Regions from separate parts of the Mus musculus genome. Here region 1 is linked to region 2. A link is a contact called in public ChIA-PET data. All regions are on one chromosome and are shown on one strand. Each heading gives the region's core, a stretch centred on a gene start, on an enhancer-like site or on the middle of the called end of the contact. The rest is flanking DNA. Distances are from core to core; before and after follow the strand shown. Region 1 overlaps Spata13 (spermatogenesis associated 13). Region 2 holds the start of Spata13 (spermatogenesis associated 13).

Region 1 (3,166 bases), core at 415-2,914, 75 kb before region 2:
ACCCCTGTCCAAATGCGGAGCCCACAAACGGACTCCCAGACCTTGACCTTGCCCCACCACCTACACCATGAACAGGCCACTGGGCTCAAGTGGCTGGAGATTCCCTCCTGGGATCCTGACTCTTGCAAGTACAACTGGAGAGTAGAGTAGGGCAGGCTAGCCTTTCCCCTTCTCCTGGTGGAACCATGCCCAACCTTCTGTGACTACCAGGAGCTATCGTATTATCCTCAATGTTTTATATGGGAGCACCCAACACCTTCCTAATTCATTCCCCCCTTTTTTTCTCCCTCTCCCTCTCTCCCTCTATGGTTTTTCTAGATGAGGCTTTTCTGTATAGCCCCGGCTGTTCTAGAACTAGCTCTATAGATCAGACCGGCCATAAACTCAAAGATCTGTCTAAGTGTTGGGGTTAAAGGCGTGTACCACCACGCCATCTTTTCTTTTTCCTTTCAATTCAGAGTCTCACGTAGCCCAAGTTAGCCCCACACTTGTAACTGAGGAGGACCCTGAACTTCTGGTTTTCCTGCTTCCATCTCCCAAGTACTGAGACTCCCGGCATGTTCCACTCTGCGCCGTTTTACATTAGGGTTTAAGCTCAGGGCTTTGTGAGTGCTGGGCCAGCACCCCACCAAATGAATGCACCCCAACACCCTTTTTTCTTAAACTAGTCAGTTAGTTTTACTGTTTTCAAACAAAGAACCCTAAGAGGTTTGTCTCTGTTTTTCTTTATAAATTAAAAAAAAAAAGTCACATAGACCATGAAACAGGCTTCTTGGCTGTATGTGAAGGCTGAGGAGAGACCCCCTCTGTTCCTCATAACCTAGTGTTTTCCATGCCTTTCTGATCCTTGTTGGTATCTGAGCACATGCAGGCATGATAGACATCGGGACAATTCGCTAAAGCACTTTTGATTGACCTGAACCCCCAAATGATGGTGGCATCCCTGCTCCAGACCCCTAATTGTGACCTAGATGGAAACACGGTCTTTGCAGGTGGCGAGTTAGGATGAGGGCCTTGGGGTGGGGAAGGGGCCCACTTGAGACGGATGTCCTTACAAAAGAAGGCACATTTGCAACAGGGCGAATGTCACAGAGTGTGCAGGTGGAGACAGGCTGCATGGGCCAGCCAGGGAGCCCTGAGGCTGGCAGAAGCCAGGCGAGGTTCAGCTCCCCATTCCTGCATCCTCAAAAAACCAAAAAACTACCCTCCACACCAGAACCTTAGGTCTCTAGCCTGGTCATCGGTTTACCCTGGCATGGCTCTGCAGCAACTCAAGAGACATGCAGACTTGACAGGAGTTTGAAATCCTGAGTAACCCAGATAATAACTTCCACACTGCCCTGGCCACAAGATGGGAAAAGTGCAGAATCCCTTGGTGCCTCAGGCTCCCTGGTCCCAGACAAAAGATTCCAGGAAGCCCCAAGACTCACCATTGGATGTTTTCATCTGCCGTCGCCGCCCCACGCGGTCCAGCCCGATGGGAGTGCTCTGAGAGAAGGTGAAGGGCCGGAGGCGGGCAGACACAGCCTTGTAGGGTGGAACTTGGTGTGCAGGCACAGGAGGCCTGGCTGCTGGCTGTGAAAGGAAGTGAGAAGCTGTGAGAAGGTGCCAGGAAGTCTCAGCTCCTGCGAGCCACAAAACAGTTCTGTGTTCTCGCCTTGAAGCCACTGGCAGATGTGGAGTGTCTTCTTCAAACCCCCGCCAGCAGCTGTATGCTGCACCAAGCTCTGTAGCAATAGGCTGTTCTAAAGTTCCAACAGGCAGCTTCAAAGCTGGCTCTGTCACACTTCTTCCTACTTGTGAGAGACATGCCGGTGGGGAACAGGGAGAGAAAGAGAGGCCTCTGAGGGAGAGGAAGGCTGAGGCAGCAGCAGAGCTGTGAGCGACAGTTAGGAAAGCACGGTGACCATAGCAGCATCCGAGGATGCAAGGGCAGGACCACAGCACACAGGCATGGTCACAGATCTCCAGTGACAGCTTTTATTTAAAAAGAACTTATTTAGGAGGCTGGAGAGGAGGCTCAGGATTAAGAGTGCTAGCTGTTCTACCAGAGGACCTGGATTTAATTCCTAGCACCTACATGGCAGCTCACAACTATTTGTAACTCCAGTCCCAGGGGATCTGACACCCTCACACTGGCATACATGCAAGCAAAACACCAATGCTCATAAAGTTAAAATAAATAATTCACTAAAATTGTTTTTTATCTTACATAGTTTGGGTGTATGAGAGAGAGGGGGAGAGAGAGACAGAGAGACAGAGACAGACAGACATATGAGTGGGTACCTGCAGAGGCCCAAAGAGGGTGTCTGATCCCTTTGTACTGCAGTTAAAGGTGTAAGTGAGCTGCTTCATATGGGTGTTCTATAAGAGGAATAAGAACTGTCTCCCCTACTAATGAGCTGTCTCCCCTCCTGGGCTTTTTAGGGTGTATACTAGGGTCTCACTTTGTAGACCAGGCTGGCCTCAATCCCCCAAGTTCTCTGCCTCAGCATCCTGAATTCTAGAATTATAGGCACAAGCACCATGTCTGGGGCACAATACTATTTTGACGATCCGAAACAAAGTGTGTTCTAAGTATCTCTGACTATCCTTGCCTCAACTGTGCCTTGCATTTAGATACATTACAGTTTGCTTTAGTTTAGTTAGAAATATTTCCCAACAAGTGGAGCACCTGAAAACAAAAGGATCTTAAAGACCTTGTCATATCTTTAACTTCACTTTTGCTTGTGTCTTTTGCTTGTCTCTGAGGCATGGTCTCATAACCCACAATAGTCTCCCTTGGCTGAACGGACTTGAATTCCTCACCCCCCCCCCCACTTCCTTCTCACAAGAGCTGGGGTCACAGCTGTGTGCCACCACACTGGCCTTATAACTTTACTTGAAGAATTCAACTCAACTGACTTAAGCAAGGGTTTTAGAGTGTTTGCTACAAGCAGGACATTGTGCTGAGCTTGGCAGGAAAAACTTTAACACACAGCCCAAGCCCAATATAGAATTTCTCCCCCCACCCCCGCCCCAGAGAATTTTACAGGTAATTTAAGAAAGCACCTCGCAGGTTTTCAATATGAAACTGAGCATATAAGTTATTATATAAACTATTCCATGACCGTATGAGTATGCTCATGAGTTAGTTGGCACAGCTAAGCAAAGAAGTTTGACTTTC
Region 2 (3,426 bases), core at 291-2,790:
CTGAGACCAAGAGAGCTGGGAAAGTCACCAAAGCGTTGGCAGGCTGTGGCTAGGGAGGAAGCAGGTAAAAAGGCCGGAAAAAGAGTGCCCGGTAACACACAGGTCACAAAGAAAGGAAAGGCTCACGAAACGGGTGGGGGTGGGGCGGCAAGTTGGGGGCCAAGGAGGTGAGTGAAAAATAATTAAAACGCTGGATAGAAAGCAACCTCCCCAAAGGCTCTAGAGGGTGGGGGAGGGGCAGAGAACAAGGTTCAGCCCCACTCGGTGGGGGTGCATAATTAACCCGTACCAAGAGAACAATGCGGTGAGGAAGTTTGAAAGGGGGCGATGAATAGCAGGGAAAGGGAGCATTTGCTAGGAAAGGTAAAAAAAAAAAAAAGAAAACAAGAGTGAGGGGAAAAAAAGCAAACAGGGTGAAATTTCTGTGCTTTAAAAGTGGGATCAAAAAAGATGGGCAAAAACCTAGAAGGTCTGGAGAATTTAGAAAACACTAGACAACAGAAATGGGGTGGAAGGGGCCTGAAAAAAATAGTGGGGGAGGGAGAGATACGGCTCTAAGAAGCCTTGGTAACCAGCAGTGAATAAATTCAAATAACTATTCTACTTATCAATGCCATGATCCCATGCTGGGCAGCAACTATAGTAGCTTGGCTCGCTTGTGTTTGCTGTTGGGATTTTTTTGTCTTCTTTCACTCGGGGAAGAAATTTGCTCCGACTCTGCAACTTTGCTGTTAAGAAGTGGGGTCCGCCAGCACAAGCCACCTGAATTCCTCTCCTGCGGCAGTCGTCCCATCCCAGAGTCTAGCCAGTATAGCAATTCCCCATATCCCGAACAGATATGGAGCCAACCCAATTCTGCCAACTCACTCTCTATACAAGTAACGATAAAGTCCCCAAGTCTTTTAGGCTGCGTCCCAGAAGGAGAAACTTGCTTTCTAATCTGAGTGCTCCAATTTAAAACGCAACCCCAATCCCCTCCATGCACAGGTCACGCCCTCCGAGGAAGGAAGCATTCAAGGGGCCAGTGGCGGCCAACCTTTGTCCGTCGTCCTGGCGCAACCCCGCAGCCCGCCCAGCAAGCAGGGAGCGCGGGTAGATAGAGTTTCAGGGTAATCCCTGACGTCCCGGGGGGAAAGGCACCGGCAAGAACAGCACACCGCGCCCTCCCCGGGGGGCGCTGCCGGGCTAGCCCAGAGCAGCCGCTAGCAGGCGGAGCGCTCACGGTGGCGCAACAGGTGAGCAGTCCCAGTCCGTCCCACGAGCCACAAGCAGGAGCTGGCAGCGGGGCACCCTTGGGTCACAGAGGCGCTCAGTTCCTCCGCGATACCCACCCGAGAGCCCGCGCCCCGCAGAGCCTTGCGCCTCTCTGGGTAGCCTCACCTCGACGGTCCCCACTCCACCGAAGCTCCAAAGCCAGCGTGTCCAAGAGGTCCTGCTGCCCAGCCGGCTCCAGCAGGGATGCAGCCGCGAGCTCGCCAGGCTCTGCGCGCCGTGGCCTCCAAGAAAGAGCAGCGCTGATTCCGCCCTCCCGCGCTCAGCCGCCTCCTCCCACGGGCCACGCCCCCAGCCCGCTCCCGAAGCCACGCCTCCACACCGCTCCCCTGAAGCCACGCCCCCGAACCCGCTCCTGGGGTCCTCGCAGCCCTCCTTGCTGGTCCAGCCTCCTCTTCAAGGAGCCACGCCCCCAGCTCATCTTCCTTGCCTCTACCCGCTAGAGAATTTTTTTTCCTTCGACCAACCCCAAACCGTTCGGTTCAAGTCCCCAGGCCAGACCACGCCCTTGGTCTCAGAGGACTCTCTCAACCTACCTCACTTCATTCCCCGCCTCTCACTACCTCCACCCGCTCCACCTCCAGGTTATGCCTTCGTGCCACTCACTCACTCCAAGTCATGCCTCCGCCCTACTAACCTTCTCTAGCAACTCCTCTTTCTCGTTTCATCTTCTCAAAGGATTACTCCCTAGTAAGACCCGGACTCTGTCCCACACCTCCGAGTCCCACTGCGGATCACCGCAGCCACTCACACACTGGCACCATACACGGACTCTTTCTTGCTCCCTACCGGCCAACATGCTGCCTCCGCCCCGGTGAGCTGCTGCGTTGCCTGGGTGACCGCCTGACGCCCACTGTCCCACCTCCTCCTATTGGACTCTTCTCCGTTCAGGCTCAGGGCTATTCTCTGTGCGGGTTCTCCTTTTAAGTCCATGGAAACTCAGCTTTAAGATGCTTTGACCTTCTGTTTTCCCAGAGCCTGGACTATGAACTCTCAAAGAACTCCTACTTTCCTAACTTGGCTCAACTGAGACCACAGAGGGGAAGCAGCTCTTCAATGCCAGGATCTGTGACACACACACACAACCCTTCCAAAATGTGCTGTGGTTATTTCTGAGGAATTCATAAGGCAAGTGCATTCTTTTAAAACTTGTGGTTTGCTGAGACGATTCCTTTGAATGGCAACAATATGCCAGCATGATTATTCTAAATATTAGAAGCTTCTTAACCAAAGAACAATCACTGTCTTAGACAAAAGAACGTGTAATGCACCAATAAAAAAGTTTAAATTAACTTTTAGATTATTTTAATAGAGTAATGCATTTGTTTGAGAATTTCACACAACCTATTTTGATCACATTCACCCTCAATTCTACTCCAACTCTTATTTTGTTTCTATGTGCATGCGTGTCTGTGTGAGTGAGTGTACTCCATTTGTGTGTTCCTGCCTGTGAAGGCAAAGAAAGGAATCACACCTCCTGGAGCTGGAGTTATAAGCGATTGGGGGCCTCTCAATGTGGGTCCTGGGAACCAAGCTGTGGTCTTCAGGAAGGGTAAGAATTGGGCTTAACTGCCGAACCATCTCTCCTCCCTAAATTAATTGTGTGTATGTCTTTAACTACTGAAAAACCCAAGCTGTAATGGAGAGTCCATGCCATTGTGCATCTGTAGAGAACCATGACACACGTGCCAAAGTGAACCCTGTAAACAGGCTGCGTGTGTTGCTTCCTTATGGTCCACCACTTCTGGTTCATGAGCAGGAATGTAAGTACTACAATGCTAATGACAAGATATGGGGGAGGGGGGTCAAAACTCTGTGATTGCCACTCCATATTCTGTAACCCTAAAATACCATGAGAAATTCTGTCTTAATTAAAAACAGGCACCAAATGTATTAGGTAGTATCTCTGGGTTGTGAAAATATGGGAAGATTTTATTGTATTCTTTTGATGTTTATTGAAATGCCCCCTGCAGGTTTTGACAACAAACATATTTATAGTAGAAAATATTATAAAGTATAAACTACAGGGCTTGAGAGATAGCTCAGAAGTCAAGACCACTGGCTACACTTCCAGGAGACCTGACTTTCAGGTCCAGCATGCATGTATGTATTTGTGGAGGCTTACAGATATATGTACCTCCAGTTCCAGGGGCT

Evidence for each region. ChIA-PET counts read pairs in DNA pulled down with a chosen protein or histone mark.
Region 1: an RNA polymerase II ChIA-PET map of effector CD8 T cells shows a contact between it and region 2, with 10 read pairs. The contact joins the enhancer-like site here to the promoter of Spata13 in region 2. A contact is called at or near these places in 1 of 39 promoter capture datasets (macrophages), 2 of 115 datasets of contacts at active chromatin or transcription factors (effector CD8 T cells and pancreatic cancer cells) and 2 of 9 other capture datasets (adipose tissue and liver).

The regions. Positions count from the first base shown.
Region 1 is chr14:60,707,834-60,710,999 of GRCm38.p6, reverse strand. It overlaps Spata13 (spermatogenesis associated 13), which reads right to left. Exons shown (of 13, transcript NM_001033272.2): 4 at 1,431-1,575. Among named protein-coding and RNA genes, the nearest start is that of Gm41165, 25 kb to the right of the region's middle. Within about 2 kb of position 1,664, at least 90 of the 459 cell types and tissues checked have an H3K27ac peak or open chromatin away from gene starts, as enhancers often do. A contact at or near this core is called in effector CD8 T cells, where this site is marked.
Region 2 is chr14:60,632,819-60,636,244 of GRCm38.p6, reverse strand. It overlaps Spata13 (spermatogenesis associated 13), which reads right to left and starts at 1,540. Exons shown (of 13, transcript NM_001033272.2): 1 at 1,381-1,540.